5 separate regions of the Sus scrofa genome follow, and all the other regions are linked to region 1. Evidence: chromatin contacts called from public HiChIP or PLAC-seq and promoter capture Hi-C data. All regions are on one chromosome and are shown on one strand. Each heading gives the region's core, a stretch centred on a gene start, on an enhancer-like site or on the middle of the called end of the contact. The rest is flanking DNA. Distances are from core to core; before and after follow the strand shown.

Evidence for each region. Promoter capture Hi-C pulls out the DNA fragments that hold promoters and counts their contacts. HiChIP or PLAC-seq counts read pairs in DNA pulled down with a chosen protein or histone mark.
Region 2: an H3K27ac HiChIP or PLAC-seq map of alveolar macrophages shows a contact between it and region 1. The contact joins the promoter of YPEL3 here to the promoter of ZNF771 in region 1. A contact is called at or near these places in 1 of 5 promoter capture datasets (fetal liver) and 1 of 2 datasets of contacts at active chromatin or transcription factors (alveolar macrophages).
Region 3: a promoter capture Hi-C map of fetal liver shows a contact between it and region 1, with 3 times the contacts expected there. The contact joins the promoter of FAM57B here to the promoter of ZNF771 in region 1. A contact is called at or near these places in 3 of 5 promoter capture datasets (fetal liver, fetal skeletal muscle and liver) and 3 of 47 Hi-C or Micro-C datasets (embryonic fibroblasts, liver and retroperitoneal adipose tissue).
Region 4: an H3K27ac HiChIP or PLAC-seq map of alveolar macrophages shows a contact between it and region 1. The contact joins the promoter of INO80E here to the promoter of ZNF771 in region 1. A contact is called at or near these places in 1 of 5 promoter capture datasets (fetal liver) and 1 of 2 datasets of contacts at active chromatin or transcription factors (alveolar macrophages).
Region 5: an H3K27ac HiChIP or PLAC-seq map of alveolar macrophages shows a contact between it and region 1. The contact joins the promoter of PPP4C here to the promoter of ZNF771 in region 1. A contact is called at or near these places in 1 of 5 promoter capture datasets (fetal liver) and 1 of 2 datasets of contacts at active chromatin or transcription factors (alveolar macrophages).

Annotation. Positions count from the first base shown.
Region 1 is chr3:17,915,992-17,918,691 of Sscrofa11.1, reverse strand. ZNF771 (zinc finger protein 771) reads left to right here and starts at 1,278. Exons shown (of 3, transcript XM_005653018.3): 1 at 1,278-2,700.
Region 2 is chr3:18,280,070-18,282,769 of Sscrofa11.1, reverse strand. YPEL3 (protein yippee-like 3) reads left to right here and starts at 1,428. Exons shown (of 5, transcript XM_021088027.1): 1 at 1,428-1,597; 2 at 2,269-2,451; 3 at 2,560-2,603. The coding sequence starts at 2,335. GDPD3 (glycerophosphodiester phosphodiesterase domain-containing protein 3) reads left to right here. Exons shown (of 12, transcript XM_021088020.1): 12 at 1-196.
Region 3 is chr3:18,230,157-18,232,856 of Sscrofa11.1, reverse strand. FAM57B (protein FAM57B) reads left to right here and starts at 1,441. Exons shown (of 7, transcript XM_021088005.1): 1 at 1,441-1,842; 2 at 1,845-1,941. The coding sequence starts at 1,818. LOC110260082 reads left to right here. Exons shown (of 4, transcript XM_021088012.1): 4 at 1,197-1,384. The coding sequence ends at 1,301. LOC110260083 (a long non-coding RNA gene) reads right to left here. Exons shown (of 8, transcript XR_002342905.1): 3 at 2,591-2,700; 4 at 171-308.
Region 4 is chr3:18,200,675-18,203,374 of Sscrofa11.1, reverse strand. It overlaps INO80E (INO80 complex subunit E), which reads right to left and starts at 1,283. Exons shown (of 6, transcript XM_021088007.1): 1 at 1,068-1,283; 2 at 836-906; 3 at 587-639. The coding sequence starts at 1,148. It overlaps HIRIP3 (HIRA-interacting protein 3), which reads left to right and starts at 1,468. Exons shown (of 8, transcript XM_021087988.1): 1 at 1,468-1,963; 2 at 2,041-2,161; 3 at 2,284-2,398; 4 at 2,643-2,700. The coding sequence starts at 1,899.
Region 5 is chr3:18,261,510-18,264,209 of Sscrofa11.1, reverse strand. It overlaps PPP4C (serine/threonine-protein phosphatase 4 catalytic subunit), which reads right to left and starts at 1,393. Exons shown (of 9, transcript XM_021088021.1): 1 at 1,276-1,393; 2 at 886-1,049. The coding sequence starts at 983.

The sequences.
Region 1 (2,700 bases), core at 29-2,528:
GCAAACAAAAAACTTTTCCAAATTCATTTTATGACCTCCTAGTCCTAAAAGGGGCCTGGCACACAACAGGCCTCACTAAATACTCTGGTGATGGTGTCCCTGGAACATGATGTGCCCTTCACAAGAGTTTACAATCCCAGAAGATGCTATGTTTTGTTCATCTGGCAAACTCCCACTCATCCTTGGAGGTCTTTTACATTCATCCCTTCAGTGAGGCCTACACCCAATTCCCACTTTAATCAAGGGAGTTTTTCACCCACCCCACTATTCTCCAGTCAAAGACCTACTATTTCCTTCTCGTGTTTGGTTTTTTTTTTCTTCAATAGTTGATGGGCCAAGATTTGAATCCAAGCCACAGCTGTGACCTATGCTGCAGCTGTGGCAACGCCAGATCCTTTAACCCACTGGGCCAGGCCTCGGATCGAATCCAAGCCACTGCAGCCACAACACTGGATCCTTGAACCCACTGGGCCACCAGGGGACCCTATACTTTTTATTTTTATTTTTTTTGCTTTTTAGGGCCGCAAAAAAGGTTTCCAGACTAGGGGTCAAATCAGAGCTACAGCCACAGCAACACAGGATCCTGAACCCACTGAGGAAAGGCCAGGGATCAAAACTGCAACCTCATGGTTACCAGTTGGATTTGCTTCTGCTGTGCCACAATGCGAACTCTGACTCTATGCTTTTTAGTCACAATCTTTTTTACTAGACTGTGAGATTCTCAAGAACAAGAACTAGCTCTGATTCTGGATACTTGTACATGTTTCTCCTTTTGCCAGCATCTGTCCTAAAGTCCTCCCACAGTAGGAAGACCTCCCAGTAGGAACTTTCCTGCTCCCAGCTGAGTCTCCTCACTGATTCTCTGCATCAGGGGACAACACTTTGCCTTTTCTAGGGTTCCAGCCATCATCTGGCCCCCTGCCTGCCTCTCCCCCAGATCTCACACTGCTTTTCCCATCACTGATTCACTTGGCTCCAGTCACATAAGCCTTCTTTCTGTTCCTCAAATATGCCAAGTTTAATCTCAGCTTAGTCTCTGTAGCTCTGTCTAGAACATTCCTCCAGATTTTCAAGTGGCTAATGCTTTTTTTTTTTTTTGCTTTTTAGGGCCACACCCTCAGCACATGGAGGTTCCCAGGCCTAGGGGTTGAATCCGAGCTGTAGTTGCCAGCCTACACCACAAGCACAGCAATGCAGGATCCGAGACATGTCTGCGACCTACACCGTAGCTCACAGCAACACCAGATCCTTAACCCATTGAACAAAGCCAGGGATCAAACTTGTGTCCTCATGGATGCTAGTCAGATTCGTTAACCGCTGAGCCATGACAGGAACTCCTCAAGTGGCTACACTTTGTCATCATTCAAGTTTCATCTCATAAATTATTTCCTAAGAGATGCCTTCCCTACCCACATTAAAGAAGCCCCCAACCATAGCTACTCCCTATTGCATCATTGCAATACTCCTTATTGGCCCTATTTCTTTCCTACACCTGTCATTATCTGAAATTATCTGGTTTATTTACTTGTTGACACTTTTTAACACCCTGAGAAGTGCCATAGCAGCCAAGATTTTTGTCTCTTTTGTTTCCTACTGCATCTCCAATATCTAGAATGGTGCCAGGCACATAGTAGGGCTCAATAAATATTTGATGAGAGAATGAACACAATCAAAATAGCATTGGGGATCCTGAGTGTGGGTATCACACTCATTTACTCCCTTTTGCCAGCTCTGAGGAGGAGCAAAAGGTTGACCATTTGTAATCCCAACATCCGAGTTATGCCCTGGACTGCAGACTGAGGATGTCTTGAGTCCTGGCTGTGCTACAGCTTCCTCATGTAACCTCATTTCTGAAAGATAATTTGGAGCTATGGAATTTTCTACTTACCAGCTATGTGCCTTTGAGGAAACTACTTAAGCTCGCTCATCTTTCAGTTCCCTCATCTGTCAAAAGAAGGTCCCCACAAGGTCGTTGTAAAGAGACAACTAGGGATTGTAAGCACTTACTGGATGTTCTCTTTTTTTTCATCATTTCTGAATCTTCACTGCCTCAGTCATAAAATAGGAGACTCAGCTATCTTTTTCAAGAGAAGTAGGAAAATACAGATGTTTATATGAAATATCTCAATTTTTAAATGTTGAAAATTAAAATGTGTAAAAGTTCTCTCTTACTACTTTTTTTGTGCTGCACCTGTGGCATGTGGAAATTCCTGGGCCAGGGACAGAACTCATGCCACATCAGTGCATCAGTGACAACGGGCAGGTCCTTTTTTTTTTTTGGCCGCCCCACAGCATATGGAGTTCCCCGGTCTATGCTTTAACCCACCGTGCCCGGCTGGGGAATTGAACCTGCATCCTGGTGCTGCTGAGATGCCACTGATCCTGATGGCCACAGGCAGGAATTCCAATGTCAGATCCTTAGCCTGCTAGGCCACCAGGGAACTCCTAAAGCTAACTTTTAAACTTGAGGGCCAAACAAGATACTGCTGTGGGAGTTCCCGCTGTGGCTCTGACTGCAGCAGCTTGGGTTGCTATGGAGGCACGCGGGTTCGATCCCTGGCCCAGAAACTTCTATATGCCATTGGTGCGCCCATTAAAAAAAGAAAAAAAAATGCTGTGGACTGGACCTGGTCCGTGTACTATAATTTTCCATCTAAGCTACTGGGTTGTCAGGGATGCTATGACAACCCTCACTTTGTA
Region 2 (2,700 bases), core at 179-2,678, 360 kb before region 1:
CCACAGCCACAGCAACGCAGGATCTGAGCCCCATCTGCGACCTACACGGCTCAGGGCTATGCCGGATCGAACACTGGACAAGGCTAAGGGATCGAACCTGCATCCTCATGGATACTACTGGGATTCATTTCCGCTGCGCCGCAATAGGAACTCCCCCCTCCTCTATTTCTCTTCCTCAATAAATATTTTCTTCTCAGGCATGTCTCTATGCTTAGGGTTGGGAGGAGCGGAGCGATCCTAGAAACTACAAAGATGGCAGCCTGAAGCCCAAGAGGCCAGCTGAGGGCCAGAGTCTGAGGCCCTAACCATCCCGACCCACTGGTTTCACCGCATTCCAGATCCAGAGTAATGCCACACCCCATGCCAACCTGGCCTCCACTCTCCTCAGGAATGTCCCTTGCAAGGCCCCCTGCCCCTCCAGAGCCACAGACAAGGCTTCCATTCTCCTGAGGCCATTAAGAGGCCCAGACGCAACAGCAAGGCATCTGACTTGCCCCTGTGAGCCTCCTCACCTGGCTTCAGAGGGTGGGCATGGCTGGCCCAGCTGATCCCTCAGTCATTCCAAACTTCCATTCCCAAGTCTCCTAATCCAGAAGCTTCTCAAATTCCTCAACCCTCTCCAGCCCTGCTACCCGATTCATTTAATGAATCACATATTGCACATAGGTTACTGATGACTTTAGGCCGGGCTGGATACTAAGGCCAATACAGGGAACAAAACAAGTCTAGGGTGGGGAACACATGTTTAAATAGACATTTTGACAATGTCTGAGAAAGGAAAGACACCTAAAACAGCCTGAATGGGCAGGGCATCGGAGGGGGGGGCTGCCTGGAGGAGGTGAGGCACACCAGCAGCAATCGCTTGTCCCTGAGGCTCTGGCTCAAAGGGGTCTGGCACAGGTGGGCACCTGTCCGTCCAAGAGTCTGTCTGTGGTGCTATGGCAAGAAGCCAGGAATCCAACCAAAGCGAGAATCCCCACTTTGCCTCTTACTAACTGGATACTTTGGAGAGCTGCCAGACCTCTGTGGACCTCAGTTCCCCGGTAACGTGGGAACTGTAGCAGCAGCTGTCTCCAGGGATTGCTGTGGGGATTAAGAGAGTGGGGCACGGGCGGGGGGTAAACGCAGAAAATTATGACTCTTATTATTTCCCGGTGGGGTGCGTCCGGACAGCATCCCCCATCCTGACTCCACGCCAGGTCGGGTATCTCAGATCCTCGCCCCTCAAGGGCCGCAGGAGGCCGAGGGGCGACCGGGCCCGGGGCCGTGGGGCCGGCCGGCTGGGTGGCGGGCCGCAGCCGCATTTCCGGGCCGGCCGGAGCCGGGTGGCAGGGGGAAGGGCAGCCTGGGCCTGCGCTGGCCGCTGTGTGACGCGCCCCCTCATTTGCATGCTGCACGCCGATTGGCCGAGGCGGCCGCCGGGACCAGAGGCCGGCCCCCTCCCCCTCCCGCCGCAGCCGCGGCAGCAGCTGGTCTCGGTGTAAACAAGTCGCGGCGGCTGCGAACCCGGGCCGGGGGGGACGGCGCCCACCAGGAGCGCCCCCCACTCCCAGGCCAGGCCACCCCGGCGGACCGGGTCCCCGCGCGCCCAGGCGAGGTGAGGCCCGCATCATCAGGGGTGCGCGTCGCCCCGCGCCCCCGCCCTGACGGTGAGGACTGCCCCCTTCCCCGGCGCCCGCCCCCCACCCCCGCGCCCCAGGTGAACCCTGGGGGTCTCAGGTAAGGCTCCGCGATGCAGGTAAGATCCCCCCCGGCATAGACAAGGCCTCGGCGCCTCCAGGTAAGATCCCCTCCCCACCCAGTTGACCCTCCACCTTTCAGTGAGGCCTCCTGCCTTCCCCAGGTGAGGGATCCTCTCCCCAGGTGAACTCCCTCTACGTCCAGCGAAGTCGCCCCACCCCCGGCAGTTCCGATGAGGTTCTAAGGACCATACAATTCCTGACCCCTCCGTGCTCCCCCTAAACGGAGAGCTGACAGTTCATCCACTCTAGAGCCCCTTCGTCCAGCTTCACTTGCCAGGTCAGCAGGGGTGAGGCTGGAAGCAGGTGGATGACTCATCTGGGGCTCCTCCTAGCCTCAGTTTCCCCATTGATGCAACTCGAGGCCTCAGTGAGTCAAAACTGAGCCGGCTCTGGCCTCTGGAGAGGCTGCTGGCTCTAGGGAGAGGAGACAGCAGCCAAGTGTGACAGAGAGAGTCCCCATGGCCCAGGGCGTGCCTGCCTGTGTGTGGCCCAGGTCTTGACAGCCCCCTTGCTCCCTTCCCTGCAGGCACTGGGCTCCCTCTGCTCCCCGTGGGCCGCTCCCCGCGTGGGGCCACTGCCCCCGGCCCCCGCCATGGTGCGGATTTCAAAGCCCAAGACGTTTCAGGCCTACTTGGATGATTGTCACCGGAGGTATAGCTGTGCCCACTGCCGTGCTCACCTGGCCAACCACGACGACCTCATCTCCAAGGTAACCAGGTCACAGCTGGGGCTGAAATGGGAGGCAAGAGGGGCTGCCTGGCAGCTCCGCACTAGTAGCCCTAACCACCGCCCCCCAATTCTCCCTCCTACCCTTTAGTCCTTTCAGGGCAGCCAGGGGCGTGCCTACCTCTTCAACTCTGTGTAAGTATTCAATCTCCTTTCTTTCTCTTCCTGATCTCTGTGGTGACCTGTGACCCCTGGCAGGGAGACTCCCAGAGTCCTCTGGTTTGGGCAGGAA
Region 3 (2,700 bases), core at 192-2,691, 310 kb before region 1:
TCTTCAGGCAGGCTTTGAAAGCAAAGATAGTCTGGGTAGTCGGACCTCACATCATGCAGAAGTCTACAGGGCAGTTGGGTGCAGGATGAGAAGGCCAGATTCCAGGGAGGCCGCGTGAGAGGGTGAGAAGCGGCGCAGAGGCCAAGTGTGGTTCTGGCTGGGCCTCTGACCTGCTGCAGGACCTTGGCCAAGTCACTGGGCCTCCTTTCCTTGCAGCTGGATGAGGGGCTTGAATCAGCCAATCCCCAGGGTCCTCTTCCAGGGGGAGAGGAAGTTGCAGAGGAAGGGGAGCCAGGGGCACAATAAACCTGAAGAAAAAGAATGACCAGGGTTTAGGGCAGGCTGGGAGAGGCCGGATAGCCTCAAGGACACGGGTACGGAAAGGGCCATCCTCAGCTTGAGGTGGGCTTTCAGGGAGGCAGAGCTTCCCACTCTCTTTAACCCCTGCCGCCCAGGATGAGAGGGTTCTTGCATCTTCGCAACTCTGAGAACTTGGGGCCACTGAAGGCCTGGGGACACTTTTTGACCTGTAAAAAGTGCCATTCCCTCAGTACTGTTACAAGAGTTAGAGAAGCTCGTAGGACTGACTTGCAGCCAGGGCAGGACCTACAGGCACCTCATGTATACCTCAGAGTTCCCCTCTCTCCCATCGGGGTGAAGGACCTAGGGATCTCTGAGCCCTAAGGACATGCATCCTTCAGAGACACCGGGAGGTACCAGTTTCCCCTGCTCCCTCCTCCAGGGCATCCTCTTTCTACCAGAGAGGCCACCCTCAGCTGGAAGCACACAGGCCCCCGAGGGACATGTGTTGGGAGGCCTTGGCAGAGGAAGAAATGCCAAGTGCTGGGTCAGTCCCCTCCCGGGCTCCCAACAGCCACCTCCATCCCCAAGTGAAAGAGCTGACTCTCCCCTGACCCTTGTCCTCAGCAGCCCCCTGTGCCGCAGCGGCTGTCTCTTTAAGGGCCTCCCCCTCCCTCTTTCTCCGTTCCCCCCCATCTCTGTCGCAGCCGCTGCCGCCGCTGCCGTGGCTCAGAGCTGCATGGGGAGACGCCGCTGCAGGTCCCGGTCCTCGGTGTCTGGTCGGTGCCATCATTTCCCTCCCCCTCCCCCGCCCTCCCCCAGCTGGTGACGTCCCCTCCCCCTCCCCCCAGAGGGGGCAGGGGCTGGGCACGAACTCTCTATAATGCCCTGTGCAGCCTCCGGGGCCCTCTGGACCGGGCGGCGGCGGCGGCGGCGGCGGCGGCGGCGGCAGCGGGAACTGTGGCGGCAGCGAGAGGCGGGAGAGCAGTGCTGACCGCTGACCACTGGCCCCGCCGCTCCTCTGTCTCCCTTCCCTCCCGCCCTCCCTTTCAGAGCGGGCACCACAGTCCCACCCCCCACCCCGCCTCCCCGGGCCCTCCCCGCCACTCCGCGTAACCCCCCCAACCTGCCGCTCTCCCTCCCCTCCCCATCCGCATCCTCCTCCTCCTCCTCCTCCTCCTGTACCCTCTCCCTCTGTCCTCTCACCAAGTCCTTCCCTCCTCATCTCTCTCCCAACCCTCTGACTGGCTTTCTCGGGCTCCCTTTCTCGGATTCCCCCCCCTCCCCAGTCTCTCCCCGTGTCCCCAGTCTCATCTAACTCCCTTTTGCTCGCCTGTCCTTCGGTCTGACTCCCCAGCCCCATCCCGTCCCCGCCCTGTCCCCTTTGTGCCCCTTTCTCTCTCTCTCTCCTTGCCTGGCCTGGCATCCTTCTCCACCCCTAACTCCCTTCAGCTCGGCCTCCCTGTCCCTTCGCGGCCACTCGCTCGCTCGTCTCCCTGCCGGAGGCCCGAGCCACCATGCTGACCCCCATGGTGGCTGGGGGGTGGTGTTCCCCGGACTCTTCCTCCTCTCCAAGAACACGCTCCAGCGGCTGCCCCAGCTGCGCTGGGAGGAGGCCGACGCGGTCATTGTCTCCGCCAGGTAAACTGCGTCCCTTCCCCTCCACCCCTCTCCCCTTTCCAGGCTTTTTGGGGATGGAGGGGACCCCAGCACGTCTGTGGATCCTTGGCCTGGTGGGGTCTGGGGGCTCCCGGAGTGGTCGGTGGGCTCTACCTCCCAGCTTCCTTCTCTCCTCGCTGCCTTACTCACTGCCGTCCCAGGAGACCTCATCCAAACCCAGCCATCTGGTCTACTAGTGTTCAGACTGCTCTTCTTCCCTTTCCCATTCACCCTCCCACCCTCCAAAACAGGGCCAGCAAGTGCCTCCAACATTCCCATAGGATGTTAGGGAGCCAGACAAGGGGCAGAGAGAGTCGAGCAGTATTCAAGGCATGTGTTTGGGGCAAAGAGGGACAGAGGAGTGAACAGTGGAACGAACTCCGCACAGCCCTGGCATAGGGGCCGGAGGTGGGGAGGGGAGCGTGGGGCAGGCAAGCGGAGAGCGGGAAAGTGGCCAGGGGCAACTGGGGACATCCCAGGAGCCCGTGGATGACCGGCATGATGACTGGGCAGCTGCGTGATGCAAGAACAGGCCCGGGGCTTTCCTGTGCCATGCTCTGCTGTGCCCCCCACCTCACCCCTCCCCGGGAGGGGCTTTGTCATCAGCCACCCATTCTCAGCATCGTCTCACCTCAAGATGACCTCCCTGGTGTCCTCCTGAGGGGACGGCGACTCAGGGTCCGCAGTTGAGGGGAGGAAGATGGCAGAGAAAGGGGTGAACCCAGGAGCTCACTGCTGTCT
Region 4 (2,700 bases), core at 34-2,533, 280 kb before region 1:
TGAAACAAAAGGTATATGTTCTGCAAAGTCTACTTGGCTCTTTTCCCGCTCTCTTTCCCCTTTTTCGCCGCACCTGAAGCATATGGAGGCCACACCTGAGGATCTCAGGCCAGGGATCAAATCCAAGCTGCACCTTCGACCTACACCACTGCTTTAACTGCTGCAGTGACGCGGCCGGATCTTTAACCCACTGTGCCACAGCAGGAATGCCTACTTAGCTCTTTACAGAGAACGTTTATCAACCCCTGCTTTATTCCAATCACTACCATATCACCCTGATTTTATGCCTTTCGAATCTAAAACTCTAGTTTATTTCTTTGCTCTCTTATTACACCTAATTACAATACAAATTCCCAGAAGCTTTGTGCATCTCAGTCACCACTGCATTCCCTGTGCAGAGCACAGTGCCTGAAACGAAGTAGATATCCAGTAATACTTGAGTTAACAAACAGGGGAGGTGGAGGGCAAGCAACCAGGCTTAGGAACCACCAGAGGTGTACTGGCCTCCAGTCTAAAAGGAGGGCCCAGTGAGCTGGCTGGAGCGCCAGGAGCATGTCCTCCACCAATTTTCCATGACCCTGCTCACCAGAAGAGTCTTCATCCACGTTCTCGTACTGCAGAAGTCGGTCTAGGAGGAAACTGAGGAAAGAGGCGGGGGGAACAATGAGTGTTTATTCCCATCTCTGCAACGTTCTCTTGAGCCCCCGTCCCTTCGAACTGGCCCCGTCCTCACAACAGTCCCCAGGCAGGCATCATGCATTTGTGGCCCATTCCAGGGTGGGGGCCGAATGTAGATCTACTCTGGTCTCCCTCCTCCCCTCGGAGCCTGTCTCACCTCTTGTCCCGGGACACCTTCAACAATTTTCTCTGTGCCTTCCTCAGTTCCTCCTGGAAGCACTCGTGTTCCTGTATCAAGGGCAAGGTGGATGCTGAGCCACCTGCCATCCGTAAATGGGGCTCGGAAGCCGGCCACAGAGTACCCTGCTCCCTTTACACAGAACTAAACGGACGTCCTACCAGCGCCAGGCCTCACCCCCCTCCACCTTCCCACTCCACCCAGCACTCACGTAGATGAGGAATTTGAGCTTCCGCTTCAGGTTCCGGTATTTCTTCTTGTAGTCCACTTCGCCATCCGCCGGCCCGTTCATGACTGGGTCCGGGAGTGGCGCCCCAAACCTAGTCCGGGGTCCCGCTACCCGAAAGCCGCCTCGGCCCGGCCTCTTCCGCTTCCACTTCCGGAGACTCGGCTAGGCTGTGTTCGCTGGGACTACAACTCCCAGAGTCCACCGCGCCCAGAGATCTTGACCACAGGGGGTGGCTCCGAGGGACCACCGTGAAAGGAGCGTTGTTTCCAGGGGATACGCGGAAGATGGCGCCGCCGCGACGTGAAGACGTCACAGAGATGTCGGCTGCCGAAGGGCTTCCTTACTGACTTGGAATGTGCTTAGCGATTTGAAGCCACAAGACGAATTTCTCCCTGGAATTCCTAGTCTCTAGGTGGGGACGCCCTTTTCTTTCTGTCTTTCGAAAATCACAGAGGCCTAACTGCTGCCCGTGATCACGAACGGAGGCAGCGTCGCAGGTTGATTGCGTTACCCAAAGGTTGCGGGCTGCGAATCGGTTTCTAAGGAAAACTTTCGAAGCGCTTCGTTCTTAAAAAAAAAAAAAAAAAAAAGAGGAAGGAGCTGCGAGACACCCCCCCCCCAAACACACACACTGCCCGGGGAGAGCAAGTTTTGTCTGGTAAAGTTCTCGGTCTAAGCGGCCCGCAACGGACCTTCAACGGTCGCTAGCCTCACGGCTCTACGACTCTGCGCGTGCGCAAGCTCCTGTCAAACGCGTGGACGGAGGCCGGGAAGAAAAAAGGCGGGAGCCACCAGTATTCTGGGTGGAGCAAAATGGCGCGGGAGAATGAGATGCAGGAGTTCACCCGTAGCTTCTTCCGAGGCCGCCCGGACCTCAGGTGCACCGGAGGTTGGCGTTGGGGTTGGAAAGGGCAGGGGCGGGACGGGGACTCTGTCCTGACACGTGTTTCTGCAGCACGCTTACGCACTCCATCGTGCGGCAGAGGTTCTTGGCTCACGCCGGCCGCGACCACCTGGAACCTGAGGAGAAGCAGGCGCTGAAGAGGCTAGTGGAGGAGGAGCTGCTGAAGATGCAGGTGAGGGCGCCAGCCGGGGTCACCAGAGGCGGGGGTTGTGGAGGCGGCGGCGGAGGAGCCTGAGGGGGGCGGGGCCGAAAACAACCTTGGTTCATGTTTTGCCCTCTTGATGCTCCACACAGGTGGATGAAACGGGTGCCAAGGAAGAGAGGCTCGACCTTGCCAAGAAGGCGAAGAGGTCTCCCACCCTCTGCCATGACCGAGAGAGGAAAAGGTTCCGTTTCAATTCAGAGTCAGGTTAGTGCTTTCTACATAGGTGGTCCATTCAAAACGTATTTACTTGTTGCGCGTGAGCTATGCCCCAAGGCCTTAGATGAGGGCGCTGGATGGGTGCGTCAGGCACTAGGAAAAGGGTAGACTGAGCGCTGTCTCCTACTGCCCTTCCGTCTGTCAGAGCAGGATTAGAGGCAGTTTATCCCAAGTGGAGGAAGAAAGTGACAGGAGAAACCTCTCCCAACCTTCTCTTCTCTCCACATTCCAGAGCCCAGCTCTGCAGCCTCCAGCCCAGACTGCTTCAGCCCCCCAGCAAAGAATGAGAC
Region 5 (2,700 bases), core at 144-2,643, 350 kb before region 1:
CATTCCAAAGCCTGGCTCTTAACCACTACATCATCCTACTTCCCACAGAACTCTAAGCTAGGCTTCCCTTCAGATCTTGCTTAATTCTACTCTGGCTTATCTGCTTCTATTTCATAGGCTCCCACAAGGAGTATGAGTGTGATCCAACTCCACTTTCTTGCATGATGGCCTGAAAATGGACAGGACATGGAGAACTCGCTTCAGGCTTTACCCCTTACTCCTGAATGTAAGCATCCTCACCTGTGAGATGAAGACAATTCCACACACCTTTTTGGGTTGTTACTGGGATTAAAACAATACTGTAGGAGTTCCCGTTGTGGCACAGCGGAAACAAATTCGACTAGGAGCCAAGATGTTGTGGGTTTGATCCCTGGACTCACTCAGTGGGTTAAGGATCCCTCATTGCTATTGCTGTGGCTGGTGGCGTAGGCCAGCAGCTGAAGCTCTGATTCAGCCCCTAGCCTGGGAACCTCTAAGTGCCACAGGTGCGGCCCTAAAAAGCCAAAAAAAAAAAAAGAATACTGTAAACCAAATCTTCTTGCTGACATTCCCTTTTATCATCTTATTCTTCAAGGCCTAACCCAAAGTTCAGTTCCTCCAAGAAACGTTCTCTGTTCCCCCCCAGACAGACAAGGTTGTTTCCCTAAGCTTCCTAAGTACTTTCTGTAATTCCAACTCCACTGAAAACACATCATCTAATACTTCAGATATTTGAATCCAGGTCTGTCTTCCCCCAACAGGCCCGGCTGCTCCTCGAGGGAAGTGGCCCTATTCGCTCCTCTCTGGGAAAGCTTCCAGGATGAGCCAGGCCCAAAGTTCTCAGCTGGATTTGCCCCAAGCTTCCGGCCTCTGATCAGTGGCTGAAGCCTCTCTTCCCGGGCTCACCTGGCCTTTGCGCACAGGGCCTTGACTTCGCTCTCCTTGATGAGCTCGCAGCGCCGCAGCTGCTCGATCTGCCGGTCCAGATCGCTGATCTCCGCCATGGCCCACCCGCCCCGGAGCGGGTCAGAGCCGGGGCCGTAGCCCCCTCCGCACCGCACAGGGGTCTCCTGGGAAAGGCCAAGGAGAAGCCGCGGATCAGTGTCCTTAAGGGGCGCCGGGTCGGGGGGGGCAACTCGGTTCTGGAGCTGGCCCGGCCCCCCCAACTCCCGCCTCCCCTCACATAGGCCCCGGGGCCCCCAGCGTCCCACAGCCCGGGCCGCCCTCCGCTAACTCCCGTCGAACCCTGAGGTCCCGCGCCAGGGACGGTGGCCTAGAAGGGTCTCCGACTATTACCGACGCAGCGACTCCGGCTCCGGTTTTCGTGCTCCCTGTCTTCCTCTTTCCCTCCGCTTTGGGCCGCCGCCACCTCCGCTTCTACTTCCGGCCCCGCCGCGGAAGCAGAGGAACACCAGTTCCGCCGCGCGCCGGATGTGGCGTCATACACACGCCCCCCTCCCAAGCCGCGCCCTTACCCCACCCCCTCAAGCCTAGGAATGCAAATGAGCCGGAAGAACCGGATGTCTGCAATGTGCGAGCGGAAGTGATTGTGGGCTGAGCGGATTGGCGCTGTGAGGGCGGTGACGGACTCCACATCCGCTCCACATTACCGTGTCAGTGAAGGAAACTGGAACTGAGTCGGCGTTCCGCGTTGTAACTTCAGCGTACACGTTTCTGTTTACCTGTTTTAGTCGGCCTCCCCCATTACAGTCCCTGAGAGATGGAATTTTGTCCTGTTCACACTTGCAGCCCCAGTTCTCACTTAGAACATGGCCTGGCACAGTTGGCATACAGAACTCTTTGTTGGATGGGCGAAAGACTCCCAGTCCAAATCTCTTTCCAAGGCCCAAGAGACATCTCTCCGATGGAGGACCTCTGAAGTTAGAGTCAGAAAGGAGTCCACCTTCCCCACAACAAGCTTATACCTCAGTCAACCTGACTTCCCTGGTTCCAGAAAGGTCTCTTTGACACCCCTCACCCCTGCTCTTGTCTGCAGTTTTATTCCTTTAAAAAGAAGGAGGAAACTGGTGTTCCGGTTGTGGCTCAGGGGTACGGAACCCGACTAGTATGCATGAGGTGAAGGGTTCCATCCCTGGCCTCGCTCAGTGGGTTAAGGATCTCTCTTGCTGTGAGCTGTGATGCAGGTTGCTAGATTGCAGACGCAGCTCAGATCTTGTGTGGCTGTGGCTGTGGCAGGCAGATTCAGTCCCTAGCCTAGGAACTTCCATATGCTGTGGGTGCAGCCCTCAAAAAAACAACAACAAAAAAAGGAAACTGGCTAAAAGAGATTAACTTCCACAGTTACATAGCTAATAATTCTGGGCTTGGGTCAAGGTTGATGTTTTAACCTAGGAAAGCTGTGTCCTCAAGGTCTGGTCTCTTCTGTCACACTTTCTGATGCTCACTTTGTCATTATAAACTTTATAAAACACTCCAAACTGACATTTAAAGTCCTCTGCTTCTTTAGTCTCTTGCTGCAGGCAGAGGAAGCGATTTGTCTTGAAACAAACCTCTTGGTGTCAGAGCCCTTTTGGAATGTCTTTTATTGTCTTCTATGGGCCCTCTCTTTTTCTTTTCTTTTTTTTCCTAGTCTTTTTGCCTTTTTTAGGGCCGCTCCTGTGGCATATGGAGATTCCCAGGCTAGGCGTCTAACTGGAGCTGTAGCCACCGGCCACGCCAGAACCACAGCAATGCAGGATCGGAGCTGCGTCTGCGACCTAC